Regions from separate parts of the Gossypium hirsutum genome. Here region 1 is linked to region 2. The links are chromatin contacts, called in public Hi-C maps. All regions are on one chromosome and are shown on one strand. The core of a region is the stretch at or near the end of the contact, and the rest is flanking DNA. Distances in the headings are between cores, read along the strand shown.

Region 1 (5,259 bases), core at 2,210-4,709, 290 kb before region 2:
ATCACTGAGAAAACTTTATCTGACGCCACAAAGTGTCAAATTTCAGTTCTTTTTTACGCAATTTTCATAGCTATAAAGTCGAAATAAGAAGCACTTACTCTGGAATGGAATAATTCCTCGTTTAAGCAGTTCACTGAATTGAAGATATCCCATGAAACTACAGGCCGAGGCAGTCCAAAACTGAACTTCTGGTATGCCAAATACTGGAGCAGCTTTAATAGCAAAGCTCATAACTCCATCAGAGACTATGCAAGTAACAGAGGGCAGATGGGAGGAGTTTAACTTAGCTAGTAGCTCTAAAAACGGCGCCAAGCAATTCTTTCGTGTCGAATCACATAGAGCTCGAACATCCTGCGTCGCATCACGGTCGGACGATGACAGCCCATCCGGAATCGTTTCGAACCGGAAATCAGGCAGACCCTTAACGAAGTTTGCCCCTTTGGACCTGATCAAACGCCTATGGTTGAACTCAGTGTTAACAAAGGTTATGAAGAAGCCTCTAGAGTGTAAGAGCTTAGCCAGTGGCATCATGGGGCTAACATGACCTTGTGATGGATATGGAATGCATACAGCGTGGGGTTTACTGGTTTCAACTGAAGCCATCTTAGGAAAGCAATAACAAAGTTGGAAATTTAAGGTCTTTGCTGGGAAATGCTTTTCTTGCTAGGAACATTCAATATAGACAAGGGAAAATGTTCTTGCGTAATCCAAAACAGAGGTAAATGCCGACTGTTATTTAGTTAATTAATTTGGGAATGTTCTTACTGACATGCGGCTTCAAATTTTGCCTACTATATGATCTCACCTATATTCGTTTGATATAATCTTTTATACATACTTGGCTCTCTCTTATTGTGGAAGATTCCGGCCACCTTTAAACATTAAAAAACAAAATAAAAAAGCAAACTATTATCACTATTATATTATTTGAGATTTAAGATATGGTCTTGCATCGCCCTAATTTGATTTTTCTAATAAATATATATAATATAAACGAGAAATTATTATTTTACTTTTTTAATAGTTATATACATAAAAGGTTGAAAAATATATGGTTATATTTTATGATTTAATTCTATATATATATTTATCATTTCATTAGCATTGTATATAAAAGTAAAATGATAGTTTTATATATATTAGAATAGGAAATGTTGAGGTGAGGCGAGTAATTATTTGAACTGTTTTACATCCACCTTCTAAAAATTAACATCTCGCCCCATTTTTATAGTCCAAGAATAAATTCATTCCATTTGAAGCGAGACGATTCAAGATTCATTAGACATTCCAAATTTTGTCATCCTTAAATTAGATAATGACATTTTTTTTAAATAAGGTAAACTATCGACATAGTCACTTTTGTTTGTATCAAGTTATATTTTAGTCACTGACGTTATTGTTTTGTTATAAAATAGTCACTCTGTGTTAAAATATGTTACCTCCCAAATGACAGTCCGATGTGGCAATTAATTAAAATGGGTTTTAAATGCCAACATAAATTAAATTAATTAAATTTTCTAAATTAATTAAAGGAAAATGTTAAATTGGTTTCTTGAAAGAATCAAAACCAATATACCACATTAATCCTTGAACTGAAAAAAAAAAAAAGAACTCTTGGTCTCCTTTTTCTTTTAGTTTTCGTTTTCATTTTGACTAAAAAGCCAATCATTTTCATAGTTTTATTTGTTGAATTGAAATAGTAGAAATCAAATTGAGTGCTCCATCAATCGGTTGGATCTTTTATTCAAAATGAAAGAACAAAGAATCGTTTCAATGGAGAGTCCAAGTATAGGTTACAATAAGTAATGAGTTTTTTTTGTTCTTTACCTAAATTTTGGGTTCAAATATTATGGTTTTTTTTTTGCAAAAAGGTGATTCATCTTTTCATGTTTTTCTGTATATGTGACAAACAAAAAAGACATATTTCATTTTTGTTTATTTATGTATTGTAAGCAACCATAATAGCAAGCAGGTATAAAGGTTGGTGTGTCCATTTCTTCTTCTTCTTCTTCTTTTCTATCGTTCTGCTTTTCTCTTCTCCGATAGTAATAAAAAAAACCCCAACTGTTCATTCTTTTTAAATGGGAGAAAATTGAGTTTTAGAACAAAATTTTGTTTTCTATAATTTCATAAATAAAATTTAAAATTTCTCATCCCAGCTGAACATCTACATTGGCATTTAAAACCTATTTTAACTATTATGTTGGATTGTCGTTTAAAAAGTAACAGATTTTAACGGAAAAGTGACCATTTCGTAACAAAACGATAACGTAAGTGACTAAAATGTAATATATTAAACATAAGTAGCTAATAAATAACTAAAAAGTAACTTAAAGCAAACAAAAATGACTATTTTAATAGTTTACCCTTTAAAATATTTTTAAAATAATTTGCTTGCTTGCATTATAATCTGATTCACTAGAGGAGCATAAAATTATATATCATTCCCGCATTAGATATATATATATATCTATATATATATATTAAGGTTATTAAGTTTTTAATTTTTAATGCGATATGTAATAAAGAAATAAAATATTTGTAGAGCTCTTTTATTTTTTTAATATAATTTTTAATTATATTTTGCAACTTATATTTTCACAATAAATATTTTTAATTTATTTATACTCGATAATTTAACTTACAATTTTTAATCATATTTTCTTTCATTTAATTTAAATTGTTTTATTTTCATTATCTTATTGTTAAATCATACGCACTGGTAAAAAATAACTTTTATTACTAGTCAAACTTTTTCTATTTGTCTCTACTTTGAAGTTAAGATATAAAGTTGGAAGTTTCAAACAATAAATTTATACATATTTTATTATTTATATTTCCCTCTAAATATTTTTAGCACATAAAATTTATTAATTATATATTTTCTTGATATTTAAAATTTAACCTGTCAACAATCTCTAGGTTTAATGACAAAAGTATTATATTATAAGTATGAGAACTTATATTCGATATCATGTTACTTTATTTTCTTCTCTCAATCATAAAAAAAATTTTAACCCGAGGCACGCATTAAAAAATTAATATATATATTTACATTAGCACTATTGTAAAAAAAATATTATATATATAAATATGTTTTAATTATATATCTAAAATTATATTTATACTTAAATATAAATTTTATAATTATTAATTAATTCTTTTTATATATCTTTTATATTTATTTTACTATTTATATTTAAAATTCGTGATTACCCTCCTAACAATAAAAAAAATAATTCAAAAGGATTGAAATAATTCAAAATGATTGAAGCCTAATCCACGGTTCAAAATCGCGCAAACACGCGCACAACACACCATGAATCGATTCACTAACCATTAGATAAACGAACACTCCTCTTACATTTCCAGCCAATAATATCAAAAGCTATGGATCACCAATATCCACCGTCAGATACCGTTCAAATCCAACAGTTCATATTCTTTTCCTCTATCCATAACAAAAAAAAAACCCCTATTTAAACCCCGCTCCACATCCCTCGCTTTCAAGCATTCAAAAAATTCCCAGTTTTCTGTGAAAAAAGAGTCTCTTCGATTCTTCAAAATGTCGGGCCGTGGAAAAGGAGGCAAGGGATTGGGAAAGGGAGGCGCTAAGAGGCATCGTAAGGTTCTCCGAGATAACATTCAGGGCATCACCAAGCCGGCGATTCGGAGATTAGCTCGTAGAGGCGGCGTGAAGAGGATTAGTGGTTTGATCTACGAGGAAACTCGTGGGGTTCTCAAGATCTTCCTTGAAAACGTTATACGCGATGCCGTCACCTATACGGAGCACGCTAGGCGTAAGACTGTTACCGCTATCGATGTCGTTTATGCTCTCAAGAGACAAGGAAGGACTCTTTACGGTTTCGGCGGTTGATTTTGGATTTTAGGGTTTCTTTTTTGTGTAAATTTTTTTTGTAACAGTTTCTTGTAGGCTTTTTTTCTTGGATTTTCTCTTTAGTTTAATGTATTTTTGTTTCGAATTTCGATGAATTTCTCTGAAGATCTCGTTTCAAAAGCTAATTTGGTTTTGATTTTTGAATCTCAGTTCTAAAATATTTAGGGTTCGCCTGAAATTATAGGTATAATCGCTGCTCTGCGTTTTGGTTTCTTGCTGAATCTGTCAAGGCTCGTTAAATGTTATATAAATCTTGAAAAATATGGAAAATAAATCAACAATCGATTATTAGCCTTTTCCCACAAAAAAATATTTGAAGAATTGAACTGTAAATCAAGTCAGCAATTGAGCTTGCCTTAATAGTTGTAGTTTCTCTCAAAAGCAGACAGAATGGCGTATCTTGGTTGGTAAATCTGGTAGAGAACAGGTTTTAGGTCTTTCGTTTGTTTCTTATTTTTACGTGCAGTCATTTTTCGAAGAGTCATGGGTTTGTATGCTGTAACAGTAAAAATAATAGTGGTGGTGAAATTAGTTGTTAAAGTAATATTGTAATTTGAGAGAGAAAGTAAATTAGATGTGGGTGAAAAAAGCTTAAATCCAAGAGTGAAGACCCTTAAAAATAGCCTATTTGAAGACATTATAATTTTTTGGGTAAAATACATTAAGATGACTATATTATTAATAAATTTATATTTTGATTATTTTTTATTTGTATTGTTTGTATAAATTTTTTTAATTTTTATAATTTAATATTTTATATAAAATAATTTTAAATATCATTAATTTGCGGATTAAAATATAAATAATTTTTCTTTTAAATGATTTAAAAAGTAAGCGAAAGTGGAATTTGTTGGTAAAACATATTATGATCTTTATCTTTCAAATGATTGATTTGAAGGAAAGGAATAAATTTAAAGTGTTGAAGATGCATGTTTATAAATGTTTTTATTAGATAATTATTCTAGATAATTTAAGAGATAAATTTAAATTTTATGAGTATTTCAAGCCTATCAAAATACTGGAGAGATTCTTGCATTAGCCTAGAAATAAGTTGTTGGTTGACTTCTTCATTAGCTATTTAGAGTGTATTTGGACACTTGTTTAGAGGCTTTTTATGGAAAGATGTTAGAATGTAAAGTGGGATATTTTGGGATAATGATATGCAACAATTTGGGTTTGATTTTGAGGTTACAAATATTTATTGGGAGAGTGATATGCAACAATTTGTATCAGAGGAATTGTTGAAGAAAATTATTTTCTAAGTGAGGCTCCACAAATAGGGGTGAGCAAAATCCAATTCGATTTGAAAAATTTGATAAAAAATTTAAATTTTGAATTAAATAATTCGAATTATTTGAGTT
Region 2 (5,003 bases), core at 1,289-3,788:
AATACACAAATGGACCTTAAAAAGAATGCGCTCCAAGTCCCTTATTCCTCTAGACTCAAAAAAGTCAGAAAAGTACCCACAGGCAATGCTTTCCACCTCCCTTCCATCCATAGCAAGAGATCCATCCCTGCGTTGCAATCCCTAGATACGATTGGCTGGTCTTCTTTGGGAAGTAAATTTATGAAAAAACGAGGTATTCTTATCCCCTATTTTCAACCAATTAGCTCTTGCCTTTTGTTCCCAATATTTCTCCTCCTTATCCAAATTCATATTCAAGTGAAGTTTGACCTCAAAAATCTTGCCCAAATTCTCCTATTATATCTCTTCACAATTCAACTCCTCCAATCTTCTATTCAAACGCTTCACTTTCCATCCTTCTTTACTTTTAATTTTGTTATCCCATGCTTTCAAACTATCAGCAAGAGTTGTCATGCGAATAAGAAAGGAGCCAAAACTACCCTCCCATAACTTCCTAATCTTATCCTTACACGTCTCCTCCAAAACCCACTAGGCTTCAAATTGAAACCGAATAGATCTTCTATCCATCCTAGCATTCTCTATTTCAATGAATAAAGGAAAATGGTCCGAGAAAGAATGTGGGAGATGCCTCAACGAATAATTAGGGAAAAGTTAAAGCCAAGCATCGCTGGCCACTCCTCTATCAAGTCTTTCCCTAATGTTCCTTTCCATAGTTCTCCCTCTTTCCCATGTGAACCAAGCTCTCAAAAAGCCAATATCTTCTAATTGAAAAGCATCCAAAGTCCTGCGGAAAACCTCCATCCAAGCCTCCTCCCTTAGCAATCCTCCTTGTTTTTCATAAGTAAAAAGAATATCATTGAAATCACCACCCACCAATAAAGGAAGTGAATTATTTCTCCCTAACCTTTGAAGTAACTCCCAAGTCTCCACTTTATTCTTAAACTCCGGAGCCCCATAAAACCCGGTGAAATGCCATCGAGAAGTTGCATCATCTTCTTGAATTTAAACATTGATATTTTTTGGGAAACTCTGCAAATTGACTAAGTTATTCCCATTACACCCGACACTTAAGCCCCCTCGAGATCCTTTCGCTGAAACATCAATACCATTGTAAAATCCACACCGTCTCCTCACTGCCTCTATTTTATTAGCACTTAATTTTGTCTCCACAAATAAGACAAGTTGGGGATGATGAATCTTCAGTATATACTGAAGTCTTTTTACAGTTCGCAGACTCCCCAATCCGAAAACATTACAGCACGGTATTTTTATTGCTTTTGGTCGGCTAGCCCAATGACAGCCACTGATATCTGATTATAATGAGAAGAGTTCTCCCTAGCAACCTCCAATAAATCCTGAGCATTAGAAACATTTGAGATCAACACGTTAAATCTCTGCCTTTTTTTTACCTTCTTCATTAATAAAAGGTTGTTCCTCTAATTCACAACCCATTTGGTCGGCCCAACCCACCTGGTGCTTTCCTTTGAACGTCACTAGAAAATGAAGGCCCAAACATTTGGCTTTTTCCAAGATCCAAATCCTTATCCCCATTATTGCGAAAATTATTTCCTTGCTGATAATCATTCAAAACAGCAGGAAATTTGGACCCTTCCAAATTAATCCCAAAAGGGGAAATAAAATTAGCTCCTAATTCAAGCCTTTGATTATGACTTGATTGTTGGCTGGAAAATTGCCCAAAATGGGACTTTCCAAAAAAAACTATTATATCCTTCCCCCCTTAACCAGATACTATTAGCAATGGAAGCCTTCCTCCCTTGAGCTCTCAAAAACAGATCCCAACCCATCTCCAGTTCCTGCATTCCATATTGTAACCTCAGCGAACAAAAATTATTACCATGACCAAGACATCCACATAAAAAGCAAAATAAAGTTAATTTTTCATACTTAAATTTTGCATAAGTGAATTTTGACTCGAAAATCTTAATTTTCTTTCTTCTTTTTAGATGAATTCGAACATCAAACCGAAACCTAAATGCGTATATAATTCATATATCCATTAGACAACTGCTTCATGTCATATTCAAGAAATTTGCCAATACTGAACTGCCATAGAATCCTGGAAGAAACCCGGAGGCAACTCGTGGACATGAATCCAACAATCTGAAAACACCAAAGGAATAGCCGGTGGGTCTTCGTTCTCCTCAAGCCTATGGAAAATCAGGAGGTGATTATTGGAAGTCCAAGGAGCACCTGAGATAACCCGTGAATTATCTACCTCATTGAAAAACTTGAAAAGAAAGGGTTTCTCCCCCAAATCAGAAATTTGCACACCCTCCAAAGGATGCCAAATGTTGGCCATAGTATTTCTCATCGCAGGGAAATGCACCACACTAGCAATAAGAAAACACCCTACCAAGCAGAAATTATACACAACATTTTGTGCTTCAGATTTGTTTGGCAAAGAAAATGCCTCTTTCTCACCACACAACGAAAACAACCCACTACAAACGGAAGATCAAAGTAACAAACCGAAAAAATATAAGAAAAATACAACAAAAGGAAACAAATAGGAAGCAAGACTAAAGCGTGTCAAAAAGGACAGATAGAGCGTGCCAAAGCGGCAGATTAATTAACTCTAATATTAACTAAGTAATAATTAATATGATTAGAATTCTATTCAAGTAATAACTCTATTTTACATCAACAAAATTACCAAAACTTTTGTTTACATAAAAAATTAACTAATAATGGTAAATTACAAATACAATTATATTATTCACAAATTTTTTTTTTCTATATTTTATGCTTAGTGTTTTATTCAAGGAATAACTCTATATTAAAATTAGCATAACTTTTTAACTAATAATTTTAATTCTAATCCTAATTATTTTTAAATGTGCAATTATCACAAATTCTATTAAATTATAGTTATTTTTAAATGAATAATTATTACAATTTCTATTTTATTTCAACTTTTTAATTAATAATTTTAATTTAAATATTATAATTATTTTTAAATGTGAATTTAATAATATGATAAAAAATAAAAAATATTTTCATCAGTACAAAAAATTTTCTAAACTTATTTTTTTATATATACTAGTCTCAAATTTTATGTACACTGCATGTAAATATAGATATTTATTTTTTTATTTAATTTTTAAACCGTGTAACTAATGTAAGTAATTATTATTAAAATATATAATGCTATCTATACCGATAAATCATAATTTTAATTTATATATAACTAAAATAATTATTTATTATTAAAATTTAATTATTATTTTATTTTAATACCTTATTTCTAGCTTCAAAAGAATAAAAACTATATTATACAAAAAATAAATAAAAATATTATTCGTTTACTTTATCTATGATTAATTCAATACGTTAAATCTAACTTCTCAATTGTATATTTCAAGAAATACAAAAATGAAACAACTTATTTTACAAATTAGTTTTCTTTCCCGTGTGATGCATAGATTTTATACTACATTAAAAATTTTAATGAAATAATTAATCACCAATTTGAACCATATGAAATAAAAATGGAAAAAAAATTCAAACATAGACAACCCTAACTGAATTCAAAAAAAAAATCCAGGAAGTATAAATTGAGTGAAATTGAAACGAATGGAGGACTAAAGCAGACTAACAAATCATGAAGGACCTAATGCAAAATTAACCCAAGACCCAAAAAAAATCTAATTCCGACCCACGTGATTTGATGTGGATTTAAATCCAATCTGGTTACATAATGAAAGGGTGCATACTTTAGTCTTCAAATGATTTTTAGAAAATTCTAGAATGTTGCAATCATTTTATTTTTGATGCCACATTCACTGAAACCCAACAAATCGTAAATATATATTTTATATTTTACATCAAGATTTACAACTCCAAAATTGAAGTCCCCTTCTTTATTTTGAGAACATGGTGGTGAAAAAAATTGGGGCTAATTACGTAAAAATTTTCAATTTTAAACATAACAAGGGATTTAAGTTGATATTTCCTAAATTTAAGAAAATAAGTCAATTTTGGAGAGAGAAATAAAAAATGCAGGAACCGTTTTAGTCCAATGGTCAAGTTAAAATTTCAAACGGCTAATTACATTTTTACCTCCAATGACTATTTCATTTTATATATAACCCTTATTCTCTCAACTATTTTATTCTCAACATTTTCATTTAATTTCTCTCAAATTCTTCTTGTCTTAATTTTATATTTCATAATTTCTTTGATTTTATTTTATTTTTATAATCTTAAAAATTTCAATGCCTCTTTTTCGTTTGGATGACAAACACATTTTCGACGTCCAATTACAAATGGTAAGAAAATATTATTAATTTTTTAATTAATATAATTATTAAGTTGTTAACATTATTAATTTTTTTAAAATTTTTATGTTTATATAATTAGACCAAAAATTAGATTATCGAGACGTATATACACAATTTAAGTGCGAGGGCATCGCGTATTATTGAACAACACTTGGAAGAGGTGGGATTGTTGCACGTGTATTGTATGCTTAGGGGGACCAAATTGGAGCTCGCACTTATCAATGTTTTGTTGGAAAAATGAAGACTCGAAACGCACAAATTTCATCTTTCGTGCAATGAGTTTACAATTACACTTGAAGATGTAACATGGAAGTTGGCCCCATGCTTTGCGCTATACCGCTTCACTACAGCAACAAAAACATCTTTTGAGGAAAACTTCAATCCAACTGTCTTGAACTTACTTTCTTTTCCCAGTTTGTATAAACTTCCTTATGTTATCAATGAAATCATTATTTTCCTTCCCAACTGTTACACTTACCCTAATATTAACAGTATACTAAAGTATTCGCCATACGAAATTCCTTAACTTACTTGAGGGACTAAGCCAAGTCCCATGTATTATGCATACAAGACTAACTCTCACTTAACTTCCAGAGGATCGACTAAACCAAAATCTTTGATACTAATAAAATTGTAACACCCTATACCAGATCTGATTTACTAGATTCGAATATAGGATGCCACCAAACTTAAACACTTAACAAAAATTTTAAAATGGACGAA

Evidence for each region. Hi-C and Micro-C count contacts between places; a contact is called where the count stands out from the background.
Region 1: a Hi-C map of leaf shows a contact between it and region 2, with 1.8 times the contacts expected there. The contact joins the promoter of LOC107934611 here to the promoter of LOC107934615 in region 2. A contact is called at or near these places in 3 of 34 Hi-C or Micro-C datasets (callus, hypocotyl and leaf).

Annotation. Positions count from the first base shown.
Region 1 is chrA02:102,968,882-102,974,140 of Gossypium_hirsutum_v2.1, reverse strand. LOC107934611 (histone H4) reads left to right here and starts at 3,459. Exons shown (of 1, transcript XM_016867088.2): 1 at 3,459-4,023. The coding sequence starts at 3,566. The coding sequence ends at 3,877. It overlaps LOC107934620 (linamarin synthase 2), which reads right to left and starts at 688. Exons shown (of 2, transcript XM_041079676.1): 1 at 95-688; 2 at 1-4. The coding sequence starts at 603.
Region 2 is chrA02:102,681,449-102,686,451 of Gossypium_hirsutum_v2.1, reverse strand. LOC107934615 reads right to left here and starts at 2,538. Exons shown (of 4, transcript XR_005903693.1): 1 at 1-2,538.